Linked DNA regions of Mus musculus: region 1 is linked to region 2. Evidence: chromatin contacts called from public Micro-C data. All regions are on one chromosome and are shown on one strand. Each heading gives the region's core, a stretch centred on a gene start, on an enhancer-like site or on the middle of the called end of the contact. The rest is flanking DNA. Distances are from core to core; before and after follow the strand shown.

Region 1 (3,768 bases), core at 936-3,435, 500 kb before region 2:
TTTCTTTTTTGTTTTTGTTTTTGTATGATCTCAAAACTGTGGGTATTTTTCTTTGTAATCATAAGATGTTGATTAGAACTTAGGCTCACCATGTGTTCCAAGACCTTTCCCATCCAGAGAAACTCTCTTACGCATTTCATATGATGAGTGAACGACAGGGACTCCAGAGCAAGCATTTCTGTGAGGCAGAGAAGTGAACACAGGACTCCTGAGAGCTCAGGTGCCAAGGAGACACCATCTCAGAAATGTGTGTGTCCGTTTAAGCACCTGCACCCTCAGAAGTTGTGAAATGTTAGAAGCTCTAACAGCCGACTTCCCACCCTGGCTTCTAGGAAATGTTTTTGTTCTCTGAGGAGAACAGATACTTTGTGATCTCAGCCCCTCTCTCTTCCCCTTTCTCTTCCCCAACTGTCTTCTCCCTCTGAAAAAGCCCCAGGCTCCGCAGCCATGTAGTTCTCTTCCTGGCATCTGCGGATGGCTTCTTCTGCAGGTGTCTTGTTGTCCTGCTCTGGAAGCCTTTGAAGTTCCATTTGCAAGTGGCATGCTTACAGGTGCAGCCACAGCGATGGGCGCAGGGCATCCCAGGGTTCCTTCTCTGATGGCAAAGGGCAAAGGGTGTCAGGAGCTGTGATGATGGACAGCAGAGAGTTTATCCCTCAGGGTGCTTGCCTTGGAGTAGCCAATCACGGTAGAAGTACAGAAGTTTCTCAGTGGGCAGATCCAACTACTCATCTAGGGTGCTCGTGGTCGGGGAGGAGTGGAAGGGTTTGGAGGATGGGCAGCTGTGAGCAAATATCTGAGTGTTTCATTTTCCTGGAAAGTATAGTTTCTCACTTATGCTCATGTGGGTAGTTAGAAAGACAATGTGAAATAAAGGTGTTCCTGTTAGATTGGTGAAAGAGAGAGAGAGAGAGAGAGAGAGAGAGAGAGAGAGAGAGAGAGAGAGAGAGAGAGAGAGAGAGAGAGAGAAATGGGAAGGCAAGTAGCAAAATTATCAAAGAGAGAGGTAAATAACCCTTGCTTTAAGTCTGGAAAATAAATCACTTTCAAATTCCTTCAAGACAGGGTCTTGTGTATCCTAGGCTGGCCTCAAACTCTTTCCGTAGCTGGGGACGATCTTGAATTAACCTCCTGCCTGCTCTTCCCAAGGGCTAGGATTATAGGTTTGCACCATGACGCCTGAATCATGAGCTGCTCCGGATGGAGCTCAAGACTCATGCATGCCAGGTCAGGATTCTAGCATGTGACACACCCCAGGCCCTGTTTTGTTCCTCTCTAGTCCTAAATGGAAGGTCTACTGAGATTTGTAATCTACAAGCCAGCTCTGGAGTTTTGCCAGCATCTTTATAGACCTTTGAGCAGTTGCTGGAGGGGACAGAGCCATTCTTCCGGCCATCTGAGAACCTCTGCATTTGGGTCAGACAAGGCTCTGCATAAGATGAAGGGTTGCAGTTTCTCTGCATAGTCTGTAAACAATGTACTGTATTTCATGGGTTAGTGTGTGTGTATTTGTATTTGTATGTGTGTGTGTGTGTGTGTGTGTGTGTGTGTATAGTGTATAATTTAGTATGTGTATGTGGTTAAGTGTGTGTGTGTTTGTGTGTATAGTGTATAATTTAGCATGTGTACGTGGTTTAGTGAGTGTGTGTGTGTGTGTGTGTGTGTGTGTGTGTGTGTGTGTGTCCTAGTGCATGTTAGGAATGAAAGAAGTCAATGTTGAGTGTCTTTCTCAATCTTTCTCCACACGAGCTTATAGCTCAACAGTTTGCCTAGGACAGCTGGCTAGGGAGGTTCTTGGATCCATCTGTCTCTTCCTGAGACAGCCCCCTGTGCAAAAGCCAAGACAGGCTGGCGATTCAAACTCAGGTTCTCAGGCCTGTGTAAACACTTTACCAAGTGAGCCCTCCCCTGGCTCCACTTGCTGACTTAGACACAATTCTTTGATGGTAGTATCATTTGGATGTGTTTCTACCCTTGTTCTACTAAGGCAGGTCAATATCAGAGCCGTGTGTCTCAATGACTAAGCTCCTTCCAGAGTAGGAGCCAAGGTTATCAATGGTGTTCATGAGGATAGAACAGAGATGCAATGAGAAACAAAAGAATGGGAGTCACGCATTGACTGTCTCCAGCTCCACCTTAAACTGGCAGCTAGGCCTGCTTAGATGGGCTTTCTTCATCCCTTTCACAGAGCATTTGACTCATGGCCATTTATTTGGAGCCTTTCGAAATAGTCTTCTGTACAGAGCTAGAATTTCCAAACTTTGAAAATACAGAGCTTGCGAAATCTTAAATATCTGTGATTCCTTGAAGGCCAGAGTGGTTGCTTTTGATAGCAAGAAGAAGGACAGGACTGGCTTCGTGGGAGATTTCAACCATGAGTATCTTCTCAGAGGGTGGAATGATCAAAGACAAAAAGGGAAACGTTTGTGTTATGCATTCATGAGCAGCTGCCTGTCCATGTCGGCTATTTTTTTTAATGGGAAGAATATGTAACTTAAAAATTAGAAGAAAAGGTGTGACTTAAATTTGTGAGAAGATATCTTCTGTGTTCAAGGAGAGAGGTTCCTGCCCACATTATAGAGCACACTATGGGGGTGGTAGCTGTGCTGTTTGGCCTTCACAAGTCTGTCTTTGCCTCCCTGTTGTAAAAGCCCTCACTGTGACACCTGTTGGGACCAGTGGTTCCAACTGCAGTTGCGTCCATGATGATTGACCTAGGAAAGAGACTCGATGTCATCGACATTCCTTATGCTGGGGTCACCAGGCCTTGTGGGGGACACACTCAAAGTTAATGCATATCCATTGTTGGTCTAACGTTTGAAGGCAGCTGGCCACATTCTGTTCTCGTAGATTAAATCTAAGAGGCTGGCCCTTGGAAAGGGGGCCTGTGATGTTCTAAGAGATCTCTGTTCACAGGAGTGACCCTGTATCATCTCTGTGTGGAGGAAGGCACCCGTTCTCTCTGCTGTCTGGAAGAGCTCTGGGTCCTCACCACACACCGTGGGACACAGCCATCCTCTCCGCGTGCATGGCATTCTGTGGCTGGAAGGAGCTGAGACTGAGAAGATAGCCCACCTGATCTTCATCCCCTCCCTCTCAGGTCAATAGACCAGAGCTCTTCCTTGGTTACACTCCAAGTTCTGCTGACAAAACAAAGCATGCACAAATGGGAAAGGGCGGAGCTTTAGAGAGGCACCCTAGTTGAACCTAGGGACGGAAGTCAGCACATAGGGCAACATGGACTCCTTGAAAATGGCTGCAGTGAGAAGGAAGATGCTTCCAATGGGCTGCTTATCTTCAGCTCTGAGCACTGATGACCTCTGCACAACAGATTGTGTGTGTGTGTGTGTGTGTATGAGTGTGTATGTGTGTATGTGAGTGTGTGTGAGTGTGTGTCTTAATTCCCATACTTTTAAGTTAGTCTCAGGCCTGTGCAACAGGCACATATGTACCCTAGAGTTTGGTTTATTAAGTGAGGAGTCCTTATGATGGATTTGGGGGCAATAAACAGATGCCAGTCATATCTGTCACAACCACTTGCTCCAATGCCAACATGGCCAGGTCATCATGGCACCTCTGTCCACTGTGTATCCTTGACACTGTACTGAGGACAGACTCACCAACGGGTGGCAGCAAGGTAGCTGAAACTTTGGCTCCTATGATACCATTCCCAGAGTCTTCCCTATGTTCTCGTGGCTGTGTCCTGTCACATGGAGAAGAGTGGTGAGGCGGACCCTGGACATCAGAACAAGGTACAAATGCAATCAT
Region 2 (3,602 bases), core at 611-3,110:
AGATTTTATAATACTGTAATAAAAGAATTTGTTTAGCCCCTGGTACACCAGAGCACAAAAATATAAACATACCTTTATCAGGGAAGTTCAAAGACCATGGGTGCTGATGGAATATGCTTTCCAATAAATAAATAAATAAATAAATAAATAAATAAAATTCTGGCCGGAAGACCATGATCCCTAGCTATGTGTTAAATGTCATCTCAGATAAATTCTACGTTCCATTCCACAGCCTCTTTGAAACTCTGGAAGATTAGAGAATTTGCAGTAACTAAGTTGTTGCTTTAATTTCAACCTGTAAAATTGTTGGAAAATGCCAGTTTCAAACTAAGAATAGGCTAGCCAAGAACAGTGCTGGGAAGTCCTCAGAGCAGAGAAGACAGCTGACATTTGGCCCAACTTCCTGATACTTGAAGAACAGAGAAGTTCAACAAAATATGAGCTATCTTGGGCCAGCAAGTCCCTTCTTGTCTGTTTGGTCTGTACTAAATGTAAATGTTTCTCTTGCCTTACCTATTGTTTATAGCTTTTTACTGCAGACACTGCTTTGTATTTCTGTTTGAAGTTTGATTTCTTTTCATTATTTCTATATCATCTCTCAGTGACAAAAATCTATATCAAATTGGAAGACATCTTAGCTTTAAATAAAACAACAACAGTGCTAGTAACCTAGCCTAGGTGTGCTTGTCATTGTTTTAAGTACAGAGTTAAATGTCCCTGGATTTAATTTTGTCTCCTTCCCTTCTCCATCAAAACTCTTTGGAGATAAATCAAAAAGCCCAAGAAGTAGTAACCGAGCCACTGGATGCCCCCTTCCTGCTTCCTTTAGAAATGGGGGTGATGCAATTTAAACTCCTAATTTTTAGACTTTTGAATTCCAACATCAACAAGCTTTTCTTGGCCACCATGGTCCTCTTGTGCTGTAGACGAGGGGGCCTCATGGGTTTGACCTCTTGGTAATGAGGGATCCCTGGAACAACCATGGTAAACTGAGGCACGGTGGGGCACAGTGGGAATTCATGACTTGGCGTGCCTTTGGGCGCTCTGGAACAGGATTTATTCATTTTGGCCTCTTAGGAGATATGGGCCCCAACAGTCAGGCATTCAGACTGGAAGCCCGGATGTCGATTCAGTGCCCTCGGAGCCCAGTGGGTGTTGAGATGAACTGGAAAGGCCTAGGTCTCCACAGGGAGATGAAGGCAAGGAAGTGAAGCATTTTCACAGAGGGTATCTCATCCTTGTGAGCAAACTGTGCAGAGGGAAATGAAAACATTGATGAGAGAGATGGGGGGAAAAATAGACAGAAAACAGAATTTACAGGAGTAACATTTTGTAGGAATAGAAAGAAAAGATAATAATGATCAATTAACCGAGCAGGGGAATTTATTTCAATGATGTTCTTTGAAACAAAAGAGTTGTCTTATTACCACTCCTAATTAAAGGCATCAAACATTTGTGGTGGGATAGAAACATCTAATTACATATTGCTTGGAGAATAAGCGTTTTTAAAATCTCCTTTGTAGAAAACACGTCCAACAGTTGACATGAAAGGGTTAAAAGCAGAGGCAAGGGGCCGCAGGGTCCTTGTTTCACAAAGCAAGTGAGTGAAAACAGATAAAAATTAAAGAGATAGCAAGATACATACCCAGTCCTAGAGAGCAGAGTGTCCTAGTGATGTCCTAGGGGTCCCCTCTGTCCATTTCTCAGGGTAGCTGGGGCAATTTCCTGACATAGGTTCTTTAGAACGCAGGAGATAGAGCAGCCACAATGAATAAAATCGCCCAGATAGCCATCTGCAGGACATCGAACAGCGGGAAGGAGACATGACTAAGCACCCAGTAAGAATGGCGAGCAGAGAGACCAGACCTTGATACCAGATTAGCAGATCTGCGGCGGGGTTATTTCATACAGAATGAGAAATATCCCTCTGATAGATTGTGAAGCAGCCAGTGTACAAAAACTGAGAAAAACAAAGTGGCAGTAGAAGAAGAGATGTTTCTGCTGCCATCCCGGGAAAACCTGCCCGAGGATGACCACACAACTGAGATAAATAACAGACATCTCACCGAAGACTGACAGCATGTGTCTGGAATGGTTGGAACAAACTGAACTCTCGGGGCATGGCGATTTGAAATCCTGTGGTCGCTTTGAATATGGAACAAGGCAAACATAACCGATATCAAGTCAAAACTGGAAACTTTAGCTGAAGTCAAAGAACGGCAGGCTTGGTGGTGCACACCTGTAAATCCTGACCTCGAAGGCTAAGAGGACTGGGAGTTCAAGGCCATTCTAGGCTCCATCGTGAAACCATAGCTCTCTAAAACAAAACCAAAAGGACCAAAGAGCAGCCAAGCAGTGGGTAATGTTTTGTGAAGCACTTTCAAGGCTTCAGAGTGTTTTAATCTGAAATTACTACTTTTTTTGGTTTTCTGGATATAAAGTAAGCTCATCTACAAGTTGTCTTTCCAAATATACTAAGCCCTTACCTTTTCAGTGGCAGTAACGGAATCCCCCAGAACACAGTTCATACAGATGCCAGACAGCAGTCTGGTTCTACCTTTGATTTGAGGAGAATGACCACACTGGAGCACCCGTAGTCACTGAGGTCATCCCGCTTGTAATTAATAATAAAGAAGTGGCCCGTGTCTAGTTTTTCTCCTTGGGTGCAAGAGTTTGCTGCTGGTGAGTGTCCAAGAGCGGCAGGAAGAGGTGCCAGAGATTAGCTGCAGACAGACAGTTTAAGTATTTCCGGGTCATCCTTGGAAGCTGCACACTGGGTGGCACACACACCTCTAACCCCAGCACTAGCAGAGAAGAGAGGAAGATCGGGGGTTCAAGATCACTCAAGGGTTCAAGATACAGTGAGGCGGGGGCCAGCCTGGGCTATCTGAGACCCTGCCTCAAACAACAACAACAACAACCAGTAACAAATTTAGAGCAGAACTAAATTTAAATACTTTCATCCAGGTTTCCTTAGGTGCACCAAGAAGGGGCCAAGCAAGTAAAAGGTGGGGCCAGAGAGATGGCTCAGTGGTTACCAACATGATTCATGATACAGAGAATGGGTCTGATTCCTAGAACCTATGTCAGGTGGCTCACATCTGCCTACAACTCCAGTCCCAGGGTAATTTGCTCCTCTGGCCTTCATGGCCTGCTCTCAAGAAAATGCCCACCCACATACACTTAATTCAAAATGCCAAGATAAATCTTTTTTTGAAGTGGATTAGATCACAAATCTACAAACACAAGACTTTCTGTCTTTCGAATATGAGGTCTTAAGAGATAACTGTACCAATGAGAAACAGTAGTAGCTTTTCAGAATTCCTGTCCCCGCTTGTCTTGTTCCCACTGTGTCCTGTGACCTTCTGTGGCTTTTCTCCTTTAATCTCTGTGTCTTCCTTATTTGAAAATCCACACCTGTCTCTGCATCGCAGGACTCACAGCAAGCTGTTTCTGTCACGATGATCAAATGATGACGGACGGCTCTTCTATAAACTAGAAAGTGTCACCATTAAGCATTAAGTTTAACATCAGCGCAATTGCCAGACAAATGACACAGCCAGGTGCCTGTGACAGCACTGATGTCTGCATTTGTCCCTTGG

Evidence for each region. A called contact is a pair of places that touch in the nucleus more often than the background predicts.
Region 1: a Micro-C map of granulosa cells shows a contact between it and region 2, with 3 times the contacts expected there. The contact joins two enhancer-like sites. A contact is called at or near these places in 3 of 15 datasets of contacts at CTCF or cohesin (CD8 T cells, large pre-B cells and pro-B cells), 17 of 484 Hi-C or Micro-C datasets (the C2C12 cell line, ECoMG-derived neutrophils, the G1E-ER4 cell line and 9 more), 27 of 115 datasets of contacts at active chromatin or transcription factors (the 230-238 cell line, CD8 T cells, the NIH/3T3 cell line and 20 more) and 3 of 9 other capture datasets (adipose tissue, embryonic stem cells and liver).

What each region holds. Positions count from the first base shown.
Region 1 is chr16:93,188,073-93,191,840 of GRCm38.p6, reverse strand. Gm30530 (a long non-coding RNA gene) reads left to right here. Exons shown (of 3, transcript XR_385063.1): 2 at 2,917-3,100. Among named protein-coding and RNA genes, the nearest start is that of Gm30530, 3.8 kb to the left of the region's middle. Within about 2 kb of position 2,185, at least 25 of the 459 cell types and tissues checked have an H3K27ac peak or open chromatin away from gene starts, as enhancers often do. A contact at or near this core is called in granulosa cells, where this site is marked.
Region 2 is chr16:92,689,144-92,692,745 of GRCm38.p6, reverse strand. All of the region lies in intron 3 of Runx1 (runt related transcription factor 1), which reads left to right. Among named protein-coding and RNA genes, the nearest start is that of Gm30281, 71 kb to the left of the region's middle. Within about 2 kb of position 1,860, at least 10 of the 459 cell types and tissues checked have an H3K27ac peak or open chromatin away from gene starts, as enhancers often do. A contact at or near this core is called in granulosa cells, where this site is marked.